Linked DNA regions of Mus musculus: region 2 is linked to region 1. A link is a contact called in public Hi-C data. All regions are on one chromosome and are shown on one strand. The core of a region is the stretch at or near the end of the contact, and the rest is flanking DNA. Distances in the headings are between cores, read along the strand shown.

Region 1 (2,947 bases), core at 319-2,818:
GCAGGAAGTCAGGAGATGGCTGTAATTCAGACCTACTGAGTCGCAAAACAGCAAAGATGGGTGGCGCTGGGCTTTCTGCTGTAAACCTGTGCTTTCTGCTGTTACTGTAACTCAACAGGCTCAACCAACATGGAGGGTTGTAACACTTGACACAGATGGATGGATGGATGGATGGATGGATGGATGGATGGATGGATGGATGGATGGGCGGATGGATAGATGGATAAAAGGGTGGATGGATACATAAATGGATGGGCAGGTAGATAAATGGAGAAGTGAATGGATGGGTGAATGGATGGATAAATGGGTGAGTGGATGGATTGGTGGATGGATAGGATAGTTGGGTGAATGAAAGAATAAAGAGGTTGGTGAGTGGATAAATAGGTGGATGCATGTATGAATGGATAGACAGACAAATGGATGGATGGGTGAGTGGATGGATGGATGGATGGATGGATGGATGGATGGATGGATGGATGGATGGATGGGTGGGTAGGTGAATGGATGAACAAATAAATAGATGGATGCTTGGACAGATGAATGGTTGGATAGAGAGATAAATGATTGGATGATAGATTTTGAAATTATACACTCCAAACTCTCAGAACTTGGGTTAAAATGGAGACACTGGAATGGCATCATGGGGAATTAAAATGAAAGCACCCTGGCTCAGACCCCATGACCACCGAGAGTTTATCTGCTGCTCTCAGACTTGCTTCCCCCATGAGAATGCATGTTTCATAAGAGCAGGTCTCTCTCCTGCTTGCGTTCTCCTTACAGGGCCCGGGGTATAAGTACTCTTAGTGTTTGATGACTTCACACGACTCTGTCAGTCATCACTCTAACCTTAGAATCTGATATTAGTGCACTCTTTGTCCCCTGCAGGGTGAGGAGTGGGCATTCTCCAACTCAAGCTGCCCTGAAAAATTCAATAAGGGAAGACCCTGAGGTTGCTTTTAAAAACACACAGCATCGGGTCAGGTCAGTAAAGACACCACTGACAAGCCAAGCAACCTGAGTTCTATCTCTGAGACCTTCACAGTGGAAGGCTTGGGTCCCCTCCTGCCAGTTGTCCCTTGAACTCTGCGGGCTTAGCTTTACCATGACATATGTGCACGTGCACATGCACATACACATACACGCACACACTACATATAAAGTACTAGAAACAAACCTCACAGTCTGGGGAGAAAAGCTCACTGTGGAACCATTTCCAGTTTCCCCCACCTCCCCCTCTCCATCGCTGACTTCCCTCTGATAGCCAGCGCTGTAATGTCTTTGCTACATCTTTATTTGGGTCAGTTTGTTTGCTAATGAAAGGATGGTGAGAGAGTCAGGATAGTCGGAGGAAAGACAGACAAGTGCTCCCTCCTGGTCCTCGGATCCTGGGTTTGATTGAGTGGCATTGATAAAAGACCTGCCCAGCTTTTTTGACTCCATCCAGAGGGAGAGATAGGCTGGAGACAGCCTGGTCCAAACAGGAGAGGAGGCCATTGGCCTGCTGGGCCCTTTGACATTGCATGGGGCCTGGCTCCTAGGCTGGCTGGAAGGCAGACAGACAATGAGAGGAAGTCAGATAGCAGGGCCAGGCTGGGGCCAGGGGGGGAAACCACCCACAGAGTTATCACTCCTAGCGAGTCCCAAACTGGAAGGAAGCCTCCTGATTTGTTATCTCCTCACACCGTGGGGACTAATGATGAATTGCCTTGTGACCCCATTGGCTTCTCTGTCATCCAAGCTCCCCTTGGGGGGTGGAAGTGTGGAAAGTGGTGAGGAAGGCAGAGGTTTCTGGGAAGAGGAGAGGTTTTCTTCAGAGCACATGCACACACACACACACACACACACACACACACACACACGCCCCAAGTCCACTGACTTCACTGAAGATCTCGAGCCAGGCCACTCAGTTGCTAAGGGACTTTGGGGAAATACCTCCATCTGTCTGAGTTCTAGCATCCAATCTGAAAGGACAGAGGGGAACATTTTTTTTCACATTCTTATCTCCAGCCTGTCCCCAAATCCTGGTTCCTCTCACTTCTGCAGTTCTGAGCCACCGTGGCAGGCCTTACAACCTAGGTTGCCCTCTTCCTCTCAACAGGTGTCTGGTGTCATTTCTGTCCCCTCCTATCGCAGCAAAGTGGCGCTAGCAACTGCTAGCAGTGATACTTGCAGGCTGCTGACCCCCTGATGGTCTCCCATCGCTGTTCAGATAACACTGGAGGCTCTAATGGAAATGGCTTAGGGGCGTCTAGCTGGCCCCACCTTTCTCTCCAGTCTTCTATCTCCACCCTTTGCCCTCTGATCTGGGCACCCACATGCTAACCCTTCCCCAGAAAGGGTACATACCCATCTGTCTCTTATCCTTCTCCTAGCTGCCTCCCACTTTCTATGACTCCAACCCAGTCTGTTCTTACAATCTGATACTCATTAGCAATTTGCGGCTGTGTGTGTGTGTGTGTGTGTGTGTGTGTGTGTGTGTGTGTGTGTGTTCATGTTAGCATGTGTCTTGTCCATGGAGATCAGGGGACAGCCTGAGCTGTCACTCCTCAGGTACCATCCATCTTGGTTTATAAGACAGGGTCCCTCATGAACCTGGAAGTTGCTAACTAGGCAAGGCTAGCTGACCAGCGAACCTTGTCCTCTCTAACCCTGGGCTTACTAATGGGTGCCCATACACCTGGCTTCTTTTATACATGGATTCTGGGGGACTCAGGCTTGTAAAGAGAACATTTGCTGACTGAGATCTCAGTCCAGACCCTATTCCAGTTTTAACTACATAGTTCTATCATCACTTACACAATGCTCAGCCTGCTTGGGACAGCAGGCTACTTGGGACAGCAGGTCTTCTGTAAAGGATAGGGAGGTGATCACAGATATGTTGGGGCTGTTCAGCCATACCCAGTAGCAGACCAGGTACTTCCCATGTAGTCTCTCCTCTCCTCATCCT
Region 2 (2,995 bases), core at 470-2,969, 150 kb before region 1:
CACCCCTACCCCTGCCCCATCCCCACAGAGGCAGCTATTCTGTGGCTGCTCTAGACTCTCTAGGGACCTAGCTCAAGGATTGGGTACCAGGTTCTCAGCATCTCTGTCAGGGATGATCTAAAGGCTTATGGGTTCTGTTCCTCCAGAGAACCAGGCTGGCTAGCCCTGGAGCTTCTGGGGACCCTGTCTCTGTCTCTCATCTTCCCATAGGATTACAGATGGGCACACTATCACATCTAGCTCGTATGTGGGTTGTGAGAGTTTGAACTCAGATCTTCACCACTTGCATGGCCAAGCATTTTAAACACAGTTCCCATCCTGACTTCCTTCCATGGTGAACAGTGCTGTGGAAGTATAAGCCGAATAACCCCCCCCCCCACCCCCCACCCCCGCAAGTTGCTTTTGGTCCTGGTGTTTCATCCCAGCCATCATAACCCTAATTAGGACAGGCTCACTCATTAGTGAATCCATTTCTGGCACTTGAAACCTAGCCAACAGTCTGTAACTACCCTTGGCTGGTGATGCTATAGCCCCAGAGAACACCCTTCTCCTGCCACTTCCTGAAACCAGCACCATTTTCTAACTGTATTTTTTTTTTACATGCTTATCCTTAGACCCACAGATAAGTGTGGTTTCCACTTCCTCAAAGGTTTTTCCCTCCCACAACAGGTGAGAGTGTTTCTCAAATGCAGAGAGAACTGATGGGGTGGGGTGGGGTGTCCCCAGTCCCAATAGATGCATTCATTATAACACCACATCTACACCTAAAGGTTCAGAGAAGACAGGGGCAGGATGATTTTAAGAACCAGGTATGGCAGGGGGCTCCTTCCAGGAAATCTCAACAATGAAGCTGCCAAAATATGATTTTCACAATGACACTACATCCAACCTAAGGGGATGGAGGAACCTGAGTCCCAGGTAATGATACAGGCAGAGAGGGCAGATGAATATGAGTCAGGGTCGATTTCCCCACTGTGCTTATGCACACACACACACACACACACACACACACACACACACACACACACACACAGCCTATTGAGTCCATTTAGAGTATTGTTCCTGTGTGTGTGTGTTTATAGTAAATATGTAATAGGAAGTGGAGATTTAATTTGAGGTGATGGAGACACGAGAGCCGTGGGGAAGGGTAAAACATAATGTAAATTCAGCACTCCCGTGTGAAATCCTCAACGTTTAGTTTTCAGAGTTTCTAGTGTTCCAGTGGAGAGGCTCACGTGGTTCAGCATCTAAATACTTAGTTGTCCCCCTGCTGACATCTAAGATCAGCCAGAGCCTGCAAGGAGCCACACCCAGTTGCAATGCTGTCCCTCAGATCCTCTCTCCTGAGCTTTCAGAAGGTACCTGTTGACCCAGGAAGCTCTGCACTTCCAAATTGACTGCCAGCTTTGTTCTTAGACCGATCCAAGCTCCCTTGCCATTTCACAAGTGCAGGCGATTTCAGGGGATTAGAACCCTCACCTCTGGGGACCTTCTCACACTCCACTAGGTGTGTTTTAATCACCACGAGAGGCCCTGGCTGTCATGTCTCATTACTTAAATATATTATCATGGCCTGGCCTTGGCTGGTTTGGTGGGATTAAAGCAATAAAACTATATGGACAAGTGGCCAGCGTTAGTTACCACCCAGAACGGCTGTGGGTGATGGTGCACAGCTGCGGCCGTTTACACCCTACCCTCACCCCTACTTCCTCTTAAGCCCCACCACCCCACCTCCGGAGCCAGCAGTTGCTGCGCCCCAGCAGCCAGGCTGTCACGGGATTGGTCCAGTTTCAGAAGGAAGCCTTGTTGCCTGGCAACAGACAAGCTGACTTACCTTGCTTTTCTTGGACCCCCGGGGGAGGGGGCGGAGGGGGAGAGGTTGCATGTGCCTTTAGTTGCTCACCCCCCCCCCCCCCCCCCCGCAGACAGCAAGTGAGGCATCTTTGTTATTTAATGCTCATTTATTCTTAATCGCTGTGGCAGGAGGAATATTCATCCCATGATCCAAACTGGGGCCCCGGGCCCAGTTGTTTTGAGACAGCTATGAGATTTACTAGAGATGTAAAGCATATGAACGAGGATGGGTGAATCAAGGTTTTGGAGACCCATGGGACTTTTGTAAGAATTTCTATGAGTTTTATTGTTAAAAAAAAAAAGAAAGAGAGAGAGAGAGAGAGAGAGAGAGAGAGAGAGAGAGAGAGAGAGAGAAAGAAAGAAAGAAAGAAAGAAAAAAAGAAAAAAAGAAAAAAGAAAAGAAAAAAAGCCTTGAAGGAAACAGTCTAGTGCCATCCCCTAACCCCCCTATTTTTGTTGCACAACAGAGCTCAAGGCCATCACACAGCTTCCAATGAACAATGATTATCTCAAACCATGAGGCATTTGCAAGTTTGGGATTTCTGGAACTGCTTAGAATTCATCTAGACTGTAGCAAGCGAAAGATTTGTGTGTGTGTGTGTGTGTGTGTGTGTGTGTGTGTGTGTGTTGGAAGCAAATACCAGGCCCTACACTTTCAGGGTAGTGGCTGAATCAAACATTAAGGTTTCGGGGCAGGGACTTAACAGTGGTGGCAGTTATAGCCACGGGTGTGTGCTGCACAGGTCTCAGCTGTCAGCATCAACATGACCTTGTTGCTTCTGAGATGCTTTGCATTTATGGTTAGCAACATTGTTTCTTAAGACAGACAAAGCTAAAAGGCAAGCCTGGAGCCCTCTGTTCAAGGACTGAGTCCATTTGTGCATGTCCCTGGTTAGTTCTGTGGAAACTCCACACAAGCTAGAGACATCTGAGAGGAGGGAACCTCAAATGAAAAAAAAAATACCTGTAAGATTGGGCCTTAGGCAAGCCTGTGGAGCATTTTCTTAGCAATTGATGGGGGAGGGCCCCTGCCAATTGTGGGTGGTACCGTCATTGTGCTGGTAATCCTGGGTTCTATAAGAAAGCAGGCTGAGCAAGCCATGGGGAGCAAGCTAGTAAGCAGCATCCCTCCATGGCCTCT

Evidence for each region. Hi-C and Micro-C count contacts between places; a contact is called where the count stands out from the background.
Region 2: a contact with region 1 is called in a Hi-C map of the HPC-7 cell line, with 1.8 times the contacts expected there. The contact joins two enhancer-like sites. A contact is called at or near these places in 2 of 484 Hi-C or Micro-C datasets (the HPC-7 cell line and nephron progenitors) and 3 of 115 datasets of contacts at active chromatin or transcription factors (cardiomyocytes and embryonic stem cells).

Annotation. Positions count from the first base shown.
Region 1 is chr5:119,874,297-119,877,243 of GRCm38.p6, reverse strand. The region is part of intron 8 of Tbx5 (T-box 5); the gene reads right to left. Among named protein-coding and RNA genes, the nearest start is that of Tbx5, 41 kb to the right of the region's middle. Within about 2 kb of position 1,568, at least 6 of the 459 cell types and tissues checked have an H3K27ac peak or open chromatin away from gene starts, as enhancers often do. A contact at or near this core is called in the HPC-7 cell line, where this site is marked.
Region 2 is chr5:120,023,020-120,026,014 of GRCm38.p6, reverse strand. No RefSeq gene overlaps it. Among named protein-coding and RNA genes, the nearest start is that of Gm42019, 7.4 kb to the left of the region's middle. Within about 2 kb of position 1,719, at least 45 of the 459 cell types and tissues checked have an H3K27ac peak or open chromatin away from gene starts, as enhancers often do. A contact at or near this core is called in the HPC-7 cell line, where this site is marked.